Regions from separate parts of the Mus musculus genome. Here regions 1 and 2 are each linked to region 3. Evidence: chromatin contacts called from public HiChIP or PLAC-seq and promoter capture Hi-C data. All regions are on one chromosome and are shown on one strand. The core of a region is the stretch at or near the end of the contact, and the rest is flanking DNA. Distances in the headings are between cores, read along the strand shown.

Region 1 (3,919 bases), core at 1,040-3,539, 1.1 Mb before region 3:
ACCAGAAGAGGGCATCAGATCTCATTATGGGTGGTTGTGAGCCACCATGTGGTTGCTGGGATTTGAACTTTGGACCTTCGGAAGAGCAGTCGGGTGCTCTTACCCACTGAGCCATCTCACCAGCCCAGGGTTTGTTTTTATGTAAAGAATACCTTGGACATTAGTTAGGCATAGTGGTACACACCTGTAATCCGAGCTATTGAGAGACTGTGAGGCAGGAGGATCATCTAGAACAGCGGTTCTTAACCTGTGGGTCTCAGTCCCTTTGGGGCCAAACAACCCTTTCACAGGGGTGGGATATCAGATATTTACATCATGGTTCACAACAGTAGCAAAATTACAGTTGTGAAGTAACAACACAAATAATTTTATGGTTGGGGTCACCACAGCATGAGGAACTGTGTTAAAGCACCACTGTGTTAGGAAGGCTGAGAACCACTGCTCCAGAGGCAGAGGCCAGCTTGGGCAGCATAGCAAAACTTTGTGCAAACAAACCAAAATTAAAGAATACAATCTATGCTGGGGGGATGGTGGCACGCACCTTTAGTCCTAGCACTCCGGAGGCAGAGGCAGGAGGATCTCTGTGAGTTTGAAGCCAGTGTGGTATACAGAGGGAGTTCCAGGAGAGCCAGGGCTACACAGTGAAACTGGGGTGGGAGAGTTCATTAATTTAAGCTGGCCGTGTGGTGGTGGCACACACCTTTAATTCCAGCACCCAGGAGGCAGAGGTATTCTGATCTCTCCAAATTTGAGGCCAGCCAGAGCTAAATAGTAAGACCCCATTTCAAACAAAACAAAACCCAAAAAACAAAAAACAAACAAACAAAAAAAACCCCAAACCCACCAAAATTGATTATTTTGTGCGTAAATACGCACATTTTACCCGGTGGGCATCTTCACTGCCCTAACTGCCTATGTGTTGCTTACTTAGCGGAGTTGGCTGGGAACTGGAAGGAACGGCTGGTTCTGGAACTCAGTGTCACTGGGTTTTACAAAAAGCAAACTAAGAAGACTTAATTCAGATAAAGGCGCCCCCCAGTGTCTCTGCAAGTCAGAGGAGGGTCTTTTTAGCTACAGCAGACGTCATCATGAATTCATGCAAAGTCAGCCACAGTGCCTTGGCAAGGAGACTGGGCTGTTAGGCATGCTATTTTTATTTATTTATTTGTTTGTTTGTTTGTGTTTCCAGACACCACCAACTGGCTAGGTTTTTTTTTTTTTCCCCTTTTGGGGTAGGGATGGAACCCGGAGTCTTGGGTATCTAGCTATGATGTTTACCTAGGTGCATCAACCACAGGCACCACTTAAAATAAGCCCAGAGGGGGGCTACAGAGATGGCTCAGCGGTTAAGAGCACTGACTGCTCTTCTAAAGGTCCTGAGTTCAATTCCCAGCAACCACATGGTGGCTCACAACCATCCATAATGAGATCTGATGCCCTCTTCACAATGTACTTACAAATAATAATAAATAAATCTTAAAAAAAAAAAAAGCCCAGAGGATGCCAGCGACTCAGCTCCCACAACCTCCGGTAAGGACCCCATCTAATTCTAAAGACCTGTCTCCCCCGCTACATAAAAGGGTTGCTACATAAAAGGGTTGCTATAGGGCTGGAGAGATAGGTGGCTAACAGTTAAGAACACTTGAAGAGGATCTACCTCACAACTGCCTGAAACTCCTACACCAGGCAGGCAACGCCAGCACTGGACTCCGTGGATGCCTGAACTCAAAACACCAAGGCAAGAAAACCCAAGCTATAAGACTAGTGAAGATGGAGCTGAGCGGTAGAAGTTTGCTTCAATCCCCAGGACTACACTAAACAAGCCCACACCAGCCTCTTGTCCACAGAACCACACTCAGTTTAGAGCTGCGGGAAAGGAACCAGACAGCACTTGTGCTTGTCTGTTTTCGGCTCAGACTTCATTTACTCTGACTTCCCCAGTAAACTCCATAAGGGCAGGGACTTGTGCATTCTCACTGTATTCTCAGCTTTCGGTCTTGCACGCAGCAGCAGGTTAACAAAAGTTAGCGTAGGGAAAAAGGGGTGACTGTAGGAAGGGAACAGAAAGCCTAGAAAAGAAAGGAAGCGAGGCCTGTATTCCCTGCCGAGACCGAGCTCCTGGGAAACTACAACTCCCAACATGCCTCGGACCCAGCGCAGCCGTGCCCGGCCCTTGTGGGCCTTGCGTGCCTAGAGAGCGCATGCGGGACGCGGCGCCCGCTGGGACTTGTGGTTCCTGCCGCGGTGTGTAGGGGGTGGGGCCGGCATGGAGGCGGGCGGGGGCCGGGGGCGGGCGCGGCCCCTCCCCCGTCACTTCCTGCCAGGCTGCGGGCCCCGAGCCGCTCTTCAGCGTTTGCGCTGGCTGTCGTCGCGTCTGTGTGCGCTCCCCCTTCTTCTGAGCCCCGGCCTGGCGGCGCCCGCCTTCGCCTCCGCCACTCCGCCTCTTCCCTCCTCTGGTCGGTCCCTTTTTCCTCGCCGTCTTCACTTGCTTCTTCACCTCCTCGCCGCCGCCCAAGACCGCCGGCCCCGGGACGAGCTCTGGGGAAGCAGCCAGGTAAGGCGGCCGGTCCGGGCCGGGTCGGAGCGGGTCGCGGAAGGACCCACGCAGGCACGGCGTCAGCGGGAGGTGGGCGGCGGGTGGGCTAGGCCTTGCGGGCGCGCGAGCCGCGGCCCAGGCCCGTCTCCGCCTGCGGGGCCTTCCCGGAGGAGGCGGGCCCTCCGCGCCGCTCGTGGGCCCTGTGCCGGAGTTAACGCGGGGGGCGCGGGCGGGCAGGGGCAGCGTCGGTCCGGAGGCCCCCCGGGTTTCGGTGCTATGCACAGTGTCGCGGCCAGTGCCGAGCCGCGGGATGAGGTGCCAATTCCCGGCTCGGCCCCCTTCGTCAGTCACTTCGTATTCTTTGTGTCTCTGTTATGAGGGGGAGAAGGAGGGGGAATAGTATTAATCCTGTCCCAACCCGGTCCCTGCCTCTTCAGGCTGTGAAGTTGTGCAGTGAAATGGGGCGTGTAAAGTGCTTATCAGTGTGCCAGACCCACGTCGTGTCCCAATAAGCCGTTTGCATAATTTATTAAGATGATATGAAGGTATAATTTAGGGTGCAGACGGAACATAAGTTGACCTTCCTTTCCACTAGGGTTTTCTCCGAGGCAGAAGAATCCCGCGTGCCCACTGGCAGTGCCTGAGCATTGTGCTCGCTTGGCACCAGAGAGGGGCGGGCGCTTAATGGGGACACTGTAGCAGACAGGGTATGGATGTAAAGCCATCATCATGTCTGTGAAACCAGCTGTAGGGACTTCACCGGCTCCCCTAGGCTCCGCACCCTGTCCCATGTCTCCCTGCCACCATCCAGAACCTTATTGCCATTCCTTTTTATGAGAAAGTTGCTGGCATAAGCTTCTCTTGGGTTTAGCAGACCTTTTTGGAGCCTTCTTGTGTGTCAGGCTCTGGAGGTGGAGTATGCAAAGATTCGAAAACCGTGGTTTCCTGGTTCGCATCTGTAGCTCTTAACTTTCTTTAGCTGAGGCCCTCCCTAGTTATCAGTTTCTCTTAAGCTCTGGCCTCACCTCCCTACTTATGGGCGAAGCTTTTATTTTGTTCCGTTTTGCGTTTTGCCCATTGTATTGTATGCCTTTTTTAAGGTCACTGTTTTCAATTGCTTGTAGCTGTAATAATTCTGTTTGCTTGCTTGCTTGCTTGCTTGCTTGAGACGTGGTTTCTCGGCACAGTCCTGGCTCTCCTGGAAGAAGAAGCTTGTGCTGTAGACCAGGCTGAGTAGCGGTAATTCTTGAGAATTGGAAGTGTTGGAAGAGATTTAAACTGGGATTTTGATCTTTCAGGGATTTGTACTTACCAAATGTAAATTACATCACTACTTGTTGAAGCAAAAACTAAAAATACATTTGGGGAGTGTGGAGGAAGAAG
Region 2 (3,780 bases), core at 286-2,785, 1.1 Mb before region 3:
ATACCAACAAGCTTCTTACGGAGTGAGGCACTGCTCTAGTTCTGCCTTACAGAGCAGGTAATACATGAGCTAAGTCTCTCCCGGCCACCACCCAGTACATGCCAGGAGAGACAAAGTCATCCTCCATCCTGGACACCAAGGTACTTGCTCCCAAACCTGGATCGATTTAAAATGCCTCATGCCAATGGCAGACATCAGAAAACTGTTGTCCTGTACAGTGGTAGCCCGGAGGGAAGCGGAGGCAGCAGGAGGGTTCCAGAATGAAACCCTCCTGTTGTGGAGAGAAAAAAAGCCAGAGCAGACTGAGACATCTAGACACATGGTTCACAACCTTCCCAACCCAGATGGTGGTGACCCCAAACCATAAAGTTATTTCCGTTGAGACTTCATAACCATAATTCATTACTGTTATAAATCATAATGTAAATATCTGAAATGAGATCCTAGGGTCCCCAGGGTCTGGAGCCACAGGTGGAGAACTACTGAGGGAAGCCTTCCAGGCAGAGAGCAGAAGTGTGAAGAGAAGCTGGGCACACCTTTAATCCCAGCACTCAGGAGGCAGAGGCAGGCAGATCTGAGTTCGAAGTCTACCGAGGTAGGTCCAGGACAGCCAGGGCTATAGAGAGAAAGCCTGGGGGAGTGGGCTGGGTAGAGATGTGAAAGGCTCTGAGCAGAAAAAGAACACAAGTTTCTAAGACATGAAATGGAATGGTATGTCGGTGTTGCCAGGACAAGGAAGGCTGCTGAGGGTCAAATGGCAGAAAAGACAACAGAGCCTGGCCTGACTCTGAAAGCCACAAAAACTTAGCTGCATGGCTGGAACCACTCAGACCACTGAGACCACTCAGCTACTTGGTAAGGAGACCACCAAGCTGGAAACTGAAGTATGTGAGGGGCACAGGTTTGCAGGTGTGCGGGTGGGACTTGCAAAGACCGGAGTGTGGATGGACAGAGGGATAGAAGCCTTGGACAGACGCCTAAACTGACCAGCAGAGCTCCAAACGACCTCCCAGCAACATCCTTAAAGACTGGAGCCTTAGACATCAGCTTTCTCGGAATCGGACTGCAGAGGGCCTGGGCCATCCTTAGTGTCGTGTGAGGCTGGCTGACGCCGGTGTGAGGCACTGAGAGTTTGGGTTTGGGTCTTTTTCTCTCGCCACTCACCCTGGAGCCACTTTCTCAGGGCTACATCCCCACCGCCTAGCATCACTAGAACCCCCTTGGGAGGCTTGATGGATAGGTGGGAGCATGTGTCCCCGACTGGGCAGGAAGCAAGACTGACTTCGCCTGCGAAGTTCGACTCCGCACAGCTTGGTGACACGGCCTGCATGGGGACACCTGAGCACGCTGAGGAGGGCCTGGGGCCCGCAGCTGGTTCCCGGCCGCTCCCGCCCACGGCCCCTTCTCCCGCCGGCTCCTACCTCCTCCTCCTCGTCTCCGGAGTCCGACTCGGGCTCAACCGGCACCTCGTCATTCTCGCCGATGGTCCGGATGAAGCCGAGCTCCGCCAGCATGCTGAAGAAGCAGCCACTTCCGGACGTAGCGAGTGCGGCGCGCCGACACGACCCGCCTTTTCCGCGACCCGCTCGGCGTCGCGCGCATGTGCTTCACGTCACTTCCGCTCGGGGGCGGCACTTTGAGACTTCGCGGGCCTGCGTGGTTTCCAATAATAAAATCAAATGGGTGGGGCGTTGTTTAGATTAGAAAACTACTTTGTTTTGGGAAAGAAATAGAAGTCTGAGAGTGTGTAAAGGTGAGGGAAAAATTAGAAGTATGTGTACATTTGGGAACTTAACAACAAAATGGTAGTCAGGGCTGCCATCTGGCTCAGCATGGCAAAGGCCACACTACTCCTGAGTGCGATCCCGGTACCTACAAGGGGAAAGAAGAGCTCGGAATCCAGAGTTGTCCTCTGATCTTCACACCCTTTTCAAGTGAACACGCCCCTCTGTATACACAATTATAATAATTAACAGGGGGCTGGATTCCTGGAGGGCTGGTTTAGTGGCTAAGAGCACTGGTTGCTCCTGCAGAAGACCCAGGTTTGATTCCTAGCACCCACAAGGTGGCTCACAGCTGTCTGTAACTCCGTATCTGACCTCTGCGGCCACTGGGAACATCTGGTGCACAGACATGTATGCAGGCATGATGCAGGCACATAAAAGTTTAAATAATAGATAATATTTTAAGGATGGTCGAATTGTAAGTTCTATTTTCTTTTCTTTTTTTTTTTTTAAAGATTTATTTATTATTATATGTAAGTACACTGTAGCTGTCTTCAGACCCACCAGAAGAGGGAGTCAGATCTTGTTACGGATGGTTGTGAGCCACCATGTGGTTGATGGGATTTGAACTCTGGACCTTTTGGTCTGTATCCCTTCTTTTCCACTGCCTCTGGTGAGTAGTAGACTACAAGAGAGGTTAAAGCATTTATGAACCATTATTAAAAGTACGGGTATGGGCTGGTGAGATGGCTCAGTGGGTAAGAGCACCCGACTGTTCTTCCGAAGGTCCAGAGTTCAAATCCCAGCAACCACATGGTGGCTCACAACCATCCGTAACAAAATCTGACTCCCTCTTCTGGAGTGTCTGAAGACAGCGACAGTGTACTTATATATAATAAATAAATAAATAAATAAAATCTTAAAAAAAAAAAAAAAAAAACATTAAAAGTACGGGTACTTGGGAGGCAGAGGCAGGCAGATTTCTGAGTTTGAGACCAGTCTGGTATACAAAGTGAGTTCTGGGACAGCCAGGGCTATATAGAGAAATCCTGTCTCAGAAAAAAAAAAAAAAAAAAAAAGCCAGGCATGGTGACACATGCCTTTAATCCCAGCACTTGGGAGGCAGAGGCAGGCAGATTTCTGAGTTCAAGCCAGCCTGGTCTACAAAGTGAGTTCCAGGACAGCCAGGGCTATACAGAGAAACCCTGTCTCAAAAAACCAAACCAGAGAAAAAAAAGAGAAAGAAAGAAAACAAAACAAAACAAAAAATACGGTCGAGAAAAAAAAATTAAAGCTACAACTGTGTCTGCATGCACACAGCTCTCCACCATGAAGACAATGAACAAAAGCGCTGAAATTGTAAGAACAGCCTAATTAAACGCTTTGTCATGGTGTCCCTTCACAGTAATAAAACAGTGACCAAGGACTCAGCGGTTAAGAGCACCAACTGCTCTTTCAAAAGTCCTAAGTTCAATTCCGAGCAATCATATGGTGGCTCACAACCATGAGTAATGAGATCTGACGCCCTCTTCTGGTGTGTGTGAAGAAAGCAATGGTGTACTCGTAACACAAAATAAATAAATCTTAAAAAAATAAAAAGCTGGGCATTGGTTGCACACGCCTTTAATCCCAGCACTTGGGAGGCAGAGGCAGGTGGATTTCTGAGTTCTAGGCAAGCCTGGTCTACAGAGTGAGTTCCAGCACAGCCAGGGCGATACAGAGAAACCTGTCTCGAAAAAAACAAAAACCAAAAAAAAAAAAAAAAAAAGCACAGGCAAAAAAACAGTGACCAAAAGAAACAAACCCACACTCATTTGAACAAGCATACACACATGTATGTGTCCCACATGTGCATACAAATAACCAAATAAAGGAAAGAAAACACTAAATTGTAATGCCATGGCCCCTGCTTAGACACCACCCTACTCTTAGAACAACAGGGTTTACCTACTCACGCCAACATTCTTTCTCTCATGCTTGCCCCTGAACTCACACAGATGAATCTCATTCTACCCAAAACCTATACATGGTCTGTTCCCTCTGTTTCAAATGCTGT
Region 3 (3,752 bases), core at 991-3,490:
CCGCTTACACAACAAGCTTTAATCCATGCGCTCCCCTGCTGTGTATGTATTCTCTTTTCCAATTGGGAAGTTAGGTGTCCCCAAGACCTATCAGCAACTCCGTGTGTTGTCGCCTCCCCTCACCCCCCAAGCCATACTTCATATGGCTGATAGTAGAGTCCGAAGCCACATGAAGGGGAGGGTGCCCGGATCAGGCCTCAGGTTCCCTGTTTGGTCCCAGTAAGGTTTCCCTCCCCAGTAAGAGCCGACCCTTCCCTTTGGGTGAAGCCAGGCCTGTTGTCCTGAGTGCCTTTGTCAGGCCTAGTGGCTCTGGAGTTGTCCCCTGCTGCTATCGACCTCAGCTGGTTCAAACAAAATCCTGTCTCCTTTCCAAAGCCAGGGTTTTGTCCTGCAGTACTGTGTGTTTAGATTCCTGGCTGGGTCTGGAGCCTGAGAGCAGATTCCCCAGCCAGGGAGAGTGCACACTGGCCTGCTGGGCATCTGTTGTCCTTGGGGGGCAGGGAGAGCAAGCCATCAGCTCAGCCCTTCAATTCCTTTGAGGAAACGCCTGGGGAGGCAGGAATGAGTCCTAGTTTCAGTAGCTGAGGGGGACTTTATTGCTTTCTGGGTCCACCTCCTGGTGTCTGGCTGCATCAACTGCCGGCCCCTGAAGAAAGGTGTTTATTTAGCGTCTTTTTTTTTTTTTTAAGAATCTTGTTAATTAAGGATGTTGTTGTTTTTAAAAAAATAGCTAAGAATAGGAGAGAGCCTTGGACAGTTTTTGATTCTCCTCTGTGCCTTTTCTACAAATGACAGTTTTTAGGAAAGAATCAGGCACTGGTCTCCCACCCAGCACCATCGGGGAGAATTCTAAGCAGGTCTGAGGAACTAGTTAATATTTTACTGGGGAGCAGAGCCAGAGATGGGGGGAGTAGGGGGACTGCCAATGTGAGGCTGTGTGTGTGAAATTGCCCTTCCATCTGCCTTAGGGGACGAAAAGAAGCAGTTCTCTGTGGAAATAAATTGAAGCAAGAAGCCTTACGAAGCCCAGGGGATTTGTCTGCCCACCAAACAGGGCCCAGTTTCCCCCCAGAACACACATACAGGGGCGATTGTGGCAGAAAGGGCCAACCTGTGGGTGTGTAGGCCTGACTATAATGGACGGGCTTGTTTCCTGGCCCGGTTTGACATCTTTCTCTGTCCCTCTGGATTTAAATGGCTTCTCTGACTGAGAGGCACTGCCTGTATGCCCTGGATTCACAAGGTCCACGCCTCCTTGGGAAGCAGAAGCGAGACAGCAGCTAGCTAGCTCCCTCTCTCTCTCTCTCTGCATCTGCCCGGAGAGCTGCAGCTGGTATTTTTCCACAGGCCCTTTTCTACAATCTCAGGGCCTAGTTTTTCCCAGCGAGGCCCAGAGTCCCAGAGAGGGTTAACAGGCAGGAAGCTGAAGGCATCACAGACTAAGACGGAAGTCAGATTTTTGTTTAACTGACAGGTTTAGCAGGCCTCATCGGTGGGGGGAGGGAGCAGAGGGAGGGAAGACTTAAATGGAGGCATGTGGCCTGCTAGCAACGCATTTGGCTTTTCTTAGGGTAAGCCTGGAGAGGGTATCTCCCTTGCCATCCTGACAGAGCCCTTTTTGGTTTGTCTTTGAGGATCGGCTGAGGGGTGGCGGTGAGAGGTTAGAGGTCTCCCAGTTTTGCAAATGGCTCTGTGGGCCTGCCTTTTTTCCAAGAGCCACTTTGACCATGACTAGGCAAACTTGATCGCTCCACCTCACAGCAAGCTGCACCTCTCAGCTCCCTGGAACCTGGGTGCCCCTTGCTGATTTGTTGGGGCTCCCTCGGGCTGCCTGTCTCACTCCCCGCGCGCGCCCCCCCCCCCCGCCCCCCTCAGAGGCCTGCGTCTGGCCTTGTCCCTATTGCTTCTGCCTCCCTGGGGCTCTCTCCACCCCTAAGCTCGACTTTGTCCTTTGAGACCCACTCAAGCTGGCTTGTTCTATAAAACGGCCTGCTCGCCTTCTTAGAGAAGGACTTGTGTGTGGGGGCAGGCGTGGATGGGTCAGCCAGCCCACCCCAAAAGGGCCCTTCCCAGTGGCGCGCTGGCTTCAGGCTTTGCTGGAGCAGGTCAGGCTGGCTGCACGGGTTTGCCTGGCCTGGGGGATCGAGCCAGGGGGTGGGAGAAGTGCTTGTGGAGGCCCCTGTCCCAAGTTTTCCCTCCTGCAGAAGGCCTAGCTTAGCCTGTCTTTTTCTATGCACAGGATGGCTCTTGCTCACCCGAGCCTCACAAAGATAATCGCTCAGGAAGTGTTTCAGCCAATCGGCGGCGGCTTTACACTCCGATTGGCCGGGGCAGCCAATCGGGGATGAGCTTTTATTAGGCGGCCAGATCATCAGCCGAAGTGCCAAACCCTTTTTCTGTGAGAACTAGGAGCCTGTCCTCCATGTTTTATAAGTATTGACATTACACAGTTAACAATGCATCCACAGAGGTAAGCTCGGCTTTTTAACCATCTTTTCCCCCCTCCCTCCGAGTCATCGAGTCGTGGACTAGCAGTGTGATTTCTCTGTAGCCTGGCTCTGCCACACTTCCCCCCCCAGAGCACTTAGGGTAACTTGGGACTGTTTAGAGAGATTTTTTTTTTCCTTTTTGGGTCACATGGCTAAGTAGCCATTAGCCATAGCTTGATTTTACAGACTGGTGAGGGCTTGGAATACCTTTATTTTGACCAGGACAAAGAATTTCTGGACTAGTTTGAAGCTAGATCCTGGTATGCCAAAAGAGAAGCTATTATCCCCCCTTCTTTTATTTTATTTTTCCCTCCCTTCCTCTCCCCCCTCTCCCTCTCTCTCTGAACAGTCCTCCCCCTGCACTGTCGGCCGCTGTGTGTCACATGCCTGCTGGGGGAAGAAAATGGAAGGTAAGCCAGAAGCCAGAAGGTCTTCTCCCAGCACAGTTCAGGACTGCCTGTGGCAGAGAGCAGAGCAAGCCAGCTTGCTTCTCCAGAGCGGTTCTGGGAAAGGCTGGGCTAAGTTCTGACAAGAGAGGATGCGTGTTTGCACCAGAAGTCAGGCCTGAACAAGAACAGTACTCAGGGACCCAGGCTGGTTCCTGGGCCTAGGTGGGTGGTGGCGTGTGGACTGTCATCTCTTCCTCTCCAGAGCTTCGCACTCGCAGCAACATTGTTCAGGGTTTTTTTTTCCTCCCCCCGACTTAGCTTGGTACAGAATGTTCTTCAAGTCAGCCTACAGCCAGCAAATGGTTCTGAAAGTGTTTCCTAGCCTCTGAGGGAGTTTTTGGAGTAGGCTTGGTGCCTGGGGGGTTGGGGGTGGGTGGGGTGGGAGTGGGGATGGGGAGAGATTTTGAATAACATCCTGAAGGGGGGAAAAAAAGAGATCTGTGAAGACTCTGACTCCTTTAGTTTTATACTTCTTGCATGATTTTTCCATGGGCTAATGTCTCTTTTATCCTTGTCTCCCTCCCCCCTTTTCAAACATTCTATCATCTTCTGTCTTCTGTGATACAGTGCAGGGGACATGGCTCATACATACCTGAGGCTCATGACAGCATCCCATATCCAGTTGCTGGGTTGTGTTGTTGTGGTTGTTGTAGTGGTGGTGGTGGTGGTGGTGGTGTGTGTTTTTAATAATACCATGTAACTGTTTACCAAAAAAAAAAAAAAATTTCCTTTTTGATCAAGTCCCAAATCTGCCAGCCTGTCCTCTCCTCCTAACTGGGGAAAAGTGAGACGGTTGCTTGAACGTGTGTTGGGT

The links. Promoter capture Hi-C pulls out the DNA fragments that hold promoters and counts their contacts. HiChIP or PLAC-seq counts read pairs in DNA pulled down with a chosen protein or histone mark.
Region 1: a contact with region 3 is called in a promoter capture Hi-C map of liver, with 4 times the contacts expected there. The contact joins the promoter of Stau1 here to the promoter of Zmynd8 in region 3. A contact is called at or near these places in 6 of 39 promoter capture datasets (cranial neural crest, hippocampal neurons, liver and 2 more), 2 of 115 datasets of contacts at active chromatin or transcription factors (microglia and pancreatic cancer cells) and 2 of 9 other capture datasets (adipose tissue and liver).
Region 2: a contact with region 3 is called in an H3K27ac HiChIP or PLAC-seq map of thymic regulatory T cells, with 8 times the contacts expected there. The contact joins the promoter of Ddx27 here to the promoter of Zmynd8 in region 3. A contact is called at or near these places in 3 of 39 promoter capture datasets (hippocampal neurons, liver and pre-B cells), 1 of 115 datasets of contacts at active chromatin or transcription factors (thymic regulatory T cells) and 1 of 9 other capture datasets (adipose tissue).

The regions. Positions count from the first base shown.
Region 1 is chr2:166,994,669-166,998,587 of GRCm38.p6, reverse strand. It overlaps Stau1 (staufen double-stranded RNA binding protein 1), which reads left to right and starts at 2,289. Exons shown (of 12, transcript NM_001109906.2): 1 at 2,289-2,554.
Region 2 is chr2:167,013,068-167,016,847 of GRCm38.p6, reverse strand. Ddx27 (DEAD box helicase 27) reads right to left here and starts at 1,535. Exons shown (of 21, transcript NM_153065.3): 1 at 1,422-1,535. The coding sequence starts at 1,514.
Region 3 is chr2:165,883,326-165,887,077 of GRCm38.p6, reverse strand. It overlaps Zmynd8 (zinc finger, MYND-type containing 8), which reads left to right and starts at 2,240. Exons shown (of 23, transcript NM_001363020.1): 1 at 2,240-2,470. The coding sequence starts at 2,457. It overlaps 1810021M19Rik (a long non-coding RNA gene), which reads right to left and starts at 1,349. Exons shown (of 3, transcript XR_866948.2): 1 at 1-1,349.